2 separate regions of the Danio rerio genome follow, and region 2 is linked to region 1. A link is a contact called in public Hi-C data. All regions are on one chromosome and are shown on one strand. The core of a region is the stretch at or near the end of the contact, and the rest is flanking DNA. Distances in the headings are between cores, read along the strand shown.

The links. A called contact is a pair of places that touch in the nucleus more often than the background predicts.
Region 2: a contact with region 1 is called in a Hi-C map of an unstated tissue, with 5 times the contacts expected there. The contact joins the promoter of ccn1 here to the enhancer-like site in region 1. A contact is called at or near these places in 5 of 18 Hi-C or Micro-C datasets (caudal fin, embryo, hematopoietic stem cells and 1 more) and 1 of 4 datasets of contacts at active chromatin or transcription factors (caudal fin).

Annotation. Positions count from the first base shown.
Region 1 is chr23:50,034,085-50,037,701 of GRCz12tu, reverse strand. The region is part of intron 1 of ddah1 (dimethylarginine dimethylaminohydrolase 1); the gene reads left to right. Among named protein-coding and RNA genes, the nearest start is that of zgc:65873, 16 kb to the right of the region's middle. Within about 2 kb of position 1,416, at least 12 of the 62 cell types and tissues checked have an H3K27ac peak or open chromatin away from gene starts, as enhancers often do.
Region 2 is chr23:50,077,658-50,081,139 of GRCz12tu, reverse strand. ccn1 (cellular communication network factor 1) reads right to left here and starts at 1,868. Exons shown (of 5, transcript NM_001001826.2): 1 at 1,711-1,868; 2 at 1-31. The coding sequence starts at 1,758.

The sequences.
Region 1 (3,617 bases), core at 167-2,666:
TGTGTGTATCTATCTGTCTTTGTATGTATGTGGATCTTAGTATATGTGTATGTGTGGGTGCGTGCCTGAGTGTTTGTGTTTGCATTGTGCATGTGTGTGTGTGTGTGTGTGTGTGTGTGTTTATCTATATATCTATGTGTGTTTGTGTCTGTATGTGTGTTTGAGTGTATGTATGTGCATCTGTGTGTGTGTGTGTGTGTGTGTCTCTCTCTGTATCTGTTTGTGTATGTATGTGAATACGTGTGTGTGTTTGTGCACATATGTGTGTATTTATCTCTGTGTGTGTATGTGTGTGTGTGTGTGTGTGTGTGTGTGTGTGTGTATGTATGCTTGTGTATCTATCTGTGTTGTGTGCTTTTGTGTGTGTGTGTGTGTGTGTGTGAGTGCGTTTGTGTGTGTGTGTGTGTGTGTGAATGCGTTTGTGTGTGTGTGTGCGTGTGTGTGCGTGTGCACGTGTGTGTGTGTGTGTGTGTGTGTGTGTGTGTGTGTGCGCGTGTGCATGCGTGTGTGTGTGAGTGCGTTTGTGTGTGTGTGTGTGTGTGTGTGTATGTCTCTCTCTCTCTCTCTCTCTCTCTCTCTCTCTCTGTGTGTGTGCGTGTGCATGTGTGTGTGTGTGTGTGTGTGTGTGTGTGTGAGTGCGTTTGTGTGTGTGTGTGTGTGTGTGTATGTCTCTCTCTCTCTCTCTCTGTGTGTGTGTTTGCGTGTGCATGTGTGTGTGTGAGCTCCTGGTGTTTGGTTGTGTCGCAGCTCTTTATCTGCACAGGGAATTCTGGGTAATGGAATGTTTAACGGCTGGTTTTGGAACGTTGTGCTCTCGTCTCCACGGTAACGGAGCCGTTATCAGCGGTTTATTGTTGTGAATCTGCTGACTTTATTGCAGCTCATCAGCCAATCAGCCGCTCTGATCCAATCTAATCAGCCAATAATCCTGTTGAACCATTAATGACAGTTTCTCAATCCTCTGATATGATCAGCAGCATCACAATCCCACAATCCACCACTGTCAGCTGATGGCTTCACCATTCATTCATTCATTTTTCATTTCAGCTTAGTGTGTTGGTGTGGGTTTCCTCCGGGTGCTCCGGTTTCCCCCACAGTCCAAACACATGCGCTATAGGGGAACTGATCAACTACACTGACTGTAGTGTATGAGTGTAAGAGTGAATGAGTGTGTATGGGTGTTTCCCAGTACTGGGAAGGGCATCTCCTGTGTAAAACATATGCTGGAATAGTTGTCAGTTCATTCAGCTGTGACGACCCCTGGTGAATAAAGAGACTGAGCTGAAGGAAAGTGGCTGAATATTGGAGTGTTTAGTATTGGTAGTGTGTGAAAGCTCCTGTATGAGCACTGAGTGTGTACTGCTGGGCTGTGTGTGTGTGCTGTAAATGCCTGAGATGGCTGTGAGTGCGGCAGATCGCCAGCGAGGGTATTTGGTGATAGATGAGCCTTCACGCTTCAGCTGCCGCTCGGGCTTTTGTCTCGCTGTCCAGGATTCCGGTAAAAGAGCAGAGATAGTGAATGCAGAGCGCACAATCTGAGCGTCTGTAATCGAGCCCATTCCTCTGAGCTGTTGAAGGAGAACAAAGCTGTTCTGCAGACCCAGAACCACACAGAGACCCACAGAGGAGGCCCACGAGGGGCAGAGTGAGGGACCGGGGCCTCAGGGGACAGAAACACTGAGCAGACTGAAGCTTTCATGAGGACAGAAACACTGAACCACCACTGCAGTGTTCCGGTGGATTGCTAAAGGGTTGCTAGGGCTGTCTAATTAGTTGTTAAGGTGTCACTAGTGTGTTCTGGTTGGTTGGTAAGTTGTTGTTAGGGTGTTCTGGTTGGGTGCTAGGGTGGTCTAATTAGTTGTTAATGTGTTACTATTGTGTTCTGGTTGGTTGCTAAGGTGTTGTTAGGCATTGTTAGGGTGTTCTGGTTAGGTCATGTTAGTGTGTACTGGGTGGTTGCCAAGGGGTTCCTTTGGTGTTCTTGTTAGTTGCTACAGTGTTGCTTGGGTTTTTGGTTAGTCGGGAAGGTGTTGCTAGGGTATCTTAATAGTTGCTAAAGTGTTGTGTGAGTGTTTTTGTTAATTGCTAGGGTGTTGTGATCAGCTGTTAAGGTGTTACTACTGTGTTCTGATTGGTTGCTATTGCCAGAGTGTTCTGGTTGGTTGGTAAGTTTGCTAGGGTGGACTGATTAGATGTTAAGGTGTTACTGTTGTGTTCTGCTTCGTTACTAAGGTGTTGCTAGGGTCTTCTAGTTGGTTGCTTAGGTGTTGTTTGTTATTAGGCTTTGTAAGGGTGTTCTGGTTGGTTGCTAAGGTCATGTTAGTGTGTACTGGGTGGTAGCTAAGGGGTTCTTTTGGTGTTCTGGTTAGTTGCTAAGGTGTTAAGGCTTGGGTTTTATGGTTAGTTGGGGAGGTGTTACTAGGGTGTTTTTATTTGTTGCTAAAGTGTTGTTTGGGTGTTCTTGTTAATTGCTAAGGGGTTGCTAGGGTGTTCTGATTAGTTGTTAAGGTGTTACTAGTATGTTTTGGTTGGTTGGTAAGTTATTGTTTGGGTGTTCTGGTTGGTTGCTAGGGTGTTCTGATTAGCTGTTAAGGTGTTACTATGGTGTTCTGGTTGGTTACTAAGGTGTTGCTAGGGAGTTCTAGTTGGTTGCTTAGGTGTTTGTTATTAGGCCTTGTTAGGGTGTTCTGGTCAGTTGCTAAGGTCTTGTAAGTGTATACTGGGTGGTTGCTAAGCGGTTCCTATGGTGTTCTAGTTAATTGCTAAGGTGTTGTTTGGTTACAAAGGTGTTGTTCAGGTGTTCTGGTTGGTTGCTAAGGTGTTACTGAGGAATTCTGATTGACTTGTTGTTAGGGTGTACTTTTTGTTGCTTGGGTGTACGTTTTAGTTGCTAAGGTGTTGTTCATCTGTTCTGATTGCTTGGTAAATGATGATAGGGTGTTCTGGCTAGTTGCTAAGGTGTTGCTTGGGTGTTCTGGTCTGGTTACTATGTGTTGCTTAGAAGTTCTGGTTGGTTGCTAAGGCGTTACTCAAGTGTTCTGATTGGATTGTTGCTAAGGTGTACTTTTTTGTTGCTGAGGTGTTGCTCAGATGTTCTGATTGGTTGTTAAATAATGATAGGTTGTTCTGGTTAGTTGCTAAGGTGTTGTTTGGGTGTTCTGATTGGTTGCGAAAGTGTTGCTTAGGTGTTCTGGTTGGTTGCTAAGGTTTTAGTTAGGAATTCTAATTGGATTGTTGCTAGGGTGTACTGTTTTGTTGCTAAGCTGTTGCTCAGGTGTTCTGATTGTTAAATAAGGTGTTCTGAATAGGTTCTAAGGTGTTGCTTGGGTGTTCTTGTTTGGTTACTAAGGTGTTTCTCAGGTGTACTGGTTGGTTGCTAAGGTGTTTTTTGGGTTGATCACAGCACCAAATGAAGTCTTAAAATTAATATTATTTATTATTAACGACTATGGCATGCCTGAGATCTTTATTAAACTGATCTGATTCATTACAGGCCGGCTGTTCATTACCGTTTACTGTAAGACTCCACATGTTAACAGTAGTTTATTATAATCACCAGGGCTAGTCCTGTTATAATGTTATTAAAGCTTTGACTTTTGGAGTTTTAAAGCTGATAG
Region 2 (3,482 bases), core at 619-3,118, 43 kb before region 1:
AGGAGCACACCGCCGGGCAGCTGGAGGACACCTGAACAACACAATCAATGCAGTTATCACCTACATGCACAGCTGGAGGACACCTGAACAACACCACCACCACCACCACCATCAATACATTCAGCACTCTGAAATACAGCTCAGGTCAGGATTTATTCTTCTTAAAATATTTCCTAAATGATGTTGAACAGATTCAGGAGTTGTTCACAGTGTTTCCTCTAATATTTGTTCTTCTGGAGAAAGTCTTATTTGTTTTATTTGGGCTAGAATAAAAGCATTTTTTCATCGTTTTAAACTCATGTTAAGCTCAATATTATTGGCCCCTTCAGCAATATTAGTGTTGGATTGTGTCCAGAACAAACCACTGTTATACAATGACTTGCCTAATTACCCTAACTTTACCCTAATTACCCTAGTGAAGCCTTTACATGCCACTTTAAGCTGAATACTAGTGTCTTGAAGAATATTTAGTCTAATATTATGTGCTGTCATCATGATGAAGATAAGAGAAATTAGTTATTAGAAAATTGTTTAAGTTATGTTTAGAAATGTCCTGTAGAAATCTAAATGTTTTCAGAAATGAGTCAAAATTAAAGGAGTTTTAATAATCTGCCAATGTGGTAAACTAAATAATCGTATGCCAAAAGGAAAAACCATACTATTTCACTTCACCATTGGCAGATTATTTTGCTCGTCTTAAGGAAAAACTCACTTCATTTTGATGTATTATTTCTGAAAACAACACAACATTTTGTAATAGTCTAAAAAATGCTTCTTGATTTCAGAGTTTTTAGATATTTGGACTAGATACAAGACAAAAAGACTCTAGGTAATAGCTTTTTTTTTGCAGTGCACTGGCTTATTAACTTCCTATAATTAAGATATTAACTGTTTATCACCACTTATAAAGTATGATGTATTCTACATCCCCAATATCTAAACCCAGCACTAGCTTAATAACTATTAATAAGCATCTAATTAAAGTAGTTTGAGCTAAAAGTCCAAGTTGTTAATAGCATATGGATTGTACATTGAAATAAAGTTGACCAAATGCTTTTTAGTTTGAGTTATAGTCTCGTTTCCAGTCTAAATATCTTAAGATTATTCTATCAAGAAGCGTTTTATTGACAGTGTTTCTTTTCGTCAAAATTAAAGAGATCTTTCTGAAAACATGAGGATATTGTGTGCTTGTCTAGAAAATGCCTCTTGATTTTAATAATGTTTGGATGTTTGGACTAGGATCAAGGCAGAAACTCTACTTTAAAGCAGTTATGGTTCTGAAATAGTGATGTGAACGCCCCCTAAATAATCAACACTAAACAGCAGTCAACATCTCAAGAGAATCAAAATAAAGTTTTCCTAAGACTTTCTTCAGATTAAATGATTTAATCCACTTCAAGTTTTGTCAATAGGCAAACAAACCATTAAAAAAGGGAGTTTACCCCAAAAACTGAAGAATTACTCGCTATTTACTCTCAGTGAGTTGTTTTAAACCTTCATAAGTTTCTGTTAAACACTTTAAGAAGTTATTTTCATACATTCACTTCTATAGTAGGAATAACAAACATCATGATAGTAATTTATCCAATAATATAGGATCTTCAGTGTTGAACAGAAACTCAGTGAGGTTTATGAAATAATCTTTATGGGTGAACTAACCGTATTCCTATGAGTAAACATCCCTCAACTTCTATATAAAACAGTACTCACCATATCTAAGTGTGCAATAAAGATGACGATAACAGCCCAAGCAAACATCTTCGCGTCTGTGTTTGTCAGCTCGCTGATTTTGAGCAAAATTCCGTCGTTTTTAAGTCCTGTTTTAGTCTGAGGAGCGTCCGTTTGTTTTCCCGCGCGTATGAAGGCGCTGCTCTGCTCCGGAGGCGCGCACGGCGGCGGCTTTATAGGCCAGCGGCGCCCTGACGTCACCGCGTTGAACTGTCCCAAAGATATGCGCGGAATGTTTCATGGCGCGTTTTCCGTCCTCGCTAAGCACCACCCTGTCTCACTTTCCGTCTTTTTTCTCTCTTTTCTTCCCTCTCTTTCCTAAATGAATTTTCCCCTCTCACTGAACACATTCTTTACGGTCGCCCCCCGCCCTCCTCTGCGCTTCTGCTCTCCACGTTTCCTTTTTACATTTGTGTAGAGGTAACTCCGTTAAACTATTAGCAAAACCAAGAGAATTAGCTGCTATAGAGAACAGATGACTTTATATATAGCACATTTACACTGTATAAAAAGTAAAGAGAGTTAGGTAATTATAGAAATAGTTGTTATTAACCCACTACAGTAAGTCTATATGTGTGTGTGTGTGTGTGTGTGTAACCATCTCGCTTACTAACCAGCTTTATTGTGTGTAACGTCATGTTAAAGATTATTACTGGTCACTGAAATATGTGTGATGACTCCGGGGGTCTATTAATGGAGTTATGACGACTCATTCCCAGCACCGCAACCATAAATTAATAATGTACAGGATTCAAACATCCAACTCAACTATTAACCCGATAATTCATCCAAAAAATACAATTATATCATCATCAACAACTTTATGAGCTTCTTTCTTCTGTTGAACACAAAAGAAGACATTTAGAAAAATGTTAGAAACCGGTAACCATTGACTTTCGTACTATTTGTCTTACTGTGTAAGCCAATGGTTGGTTACCTGTTTCAAACATTCTTCAAAATATCTTCTCTTTGTGTTTAACAGAAGAAAGAAACTCATGTTTGAAATAGCTTGATAGTGAGTAAATAGTGTGTAAATCTTGATTTTTGGGGTTGTGAGCTGTGCCTTTAAGAAAAATAATCCTATTTATTTTATTCTATATTTTATTTCAATATATATGTTGGTTTATTTCACGATTTCTCACAACAAAGCAACTTTATGTAACAAGTTAAAGGAAAAGTTCACCCAAAGAACTACAATTATGTCAGCATTTACTTTCTCTTATTGAAGAATGCTGAAAATCGGTAACCATTGACTTCCATATTAGGAAAAACAAATACTGTGTAAGTCAATAGCTACTGGTGTCCAGCATTCTTCAAAATATCTTCTTTTGTGTTCAACAGAAACTCATAAAAGTTTGAAATACTTAAGGGAGAGTGAATCTTCATTTTTTGGGCTGGTGAACTGTCTCTTTAAGAAGAAAATATTATTTATTTTATTCATTTCTAATTGATTTCTATATTTTATATCAATATATACGATGGTTTACTTCACAATTTTATCTAACAGCAAAACAATGTTTGTATCTCACCCTTATTGAAGAATGCTGAAACCGGTAACCACTGACTTCCATAGTAGGAAATACTGTGTAAGTCAATGGTTACCGGTTTCCAACATTCTTTAAAATATCTTATTTTGTAATCAACTGAAGCAAGAAACTCATGTTTGAAAACACTTGAAGGTAGGTAAATAGTGCGTAGATCTTTATTTTTGGTGGCGTAAACTGCCCCTTTATGAAAAAAAAATCATATTTATT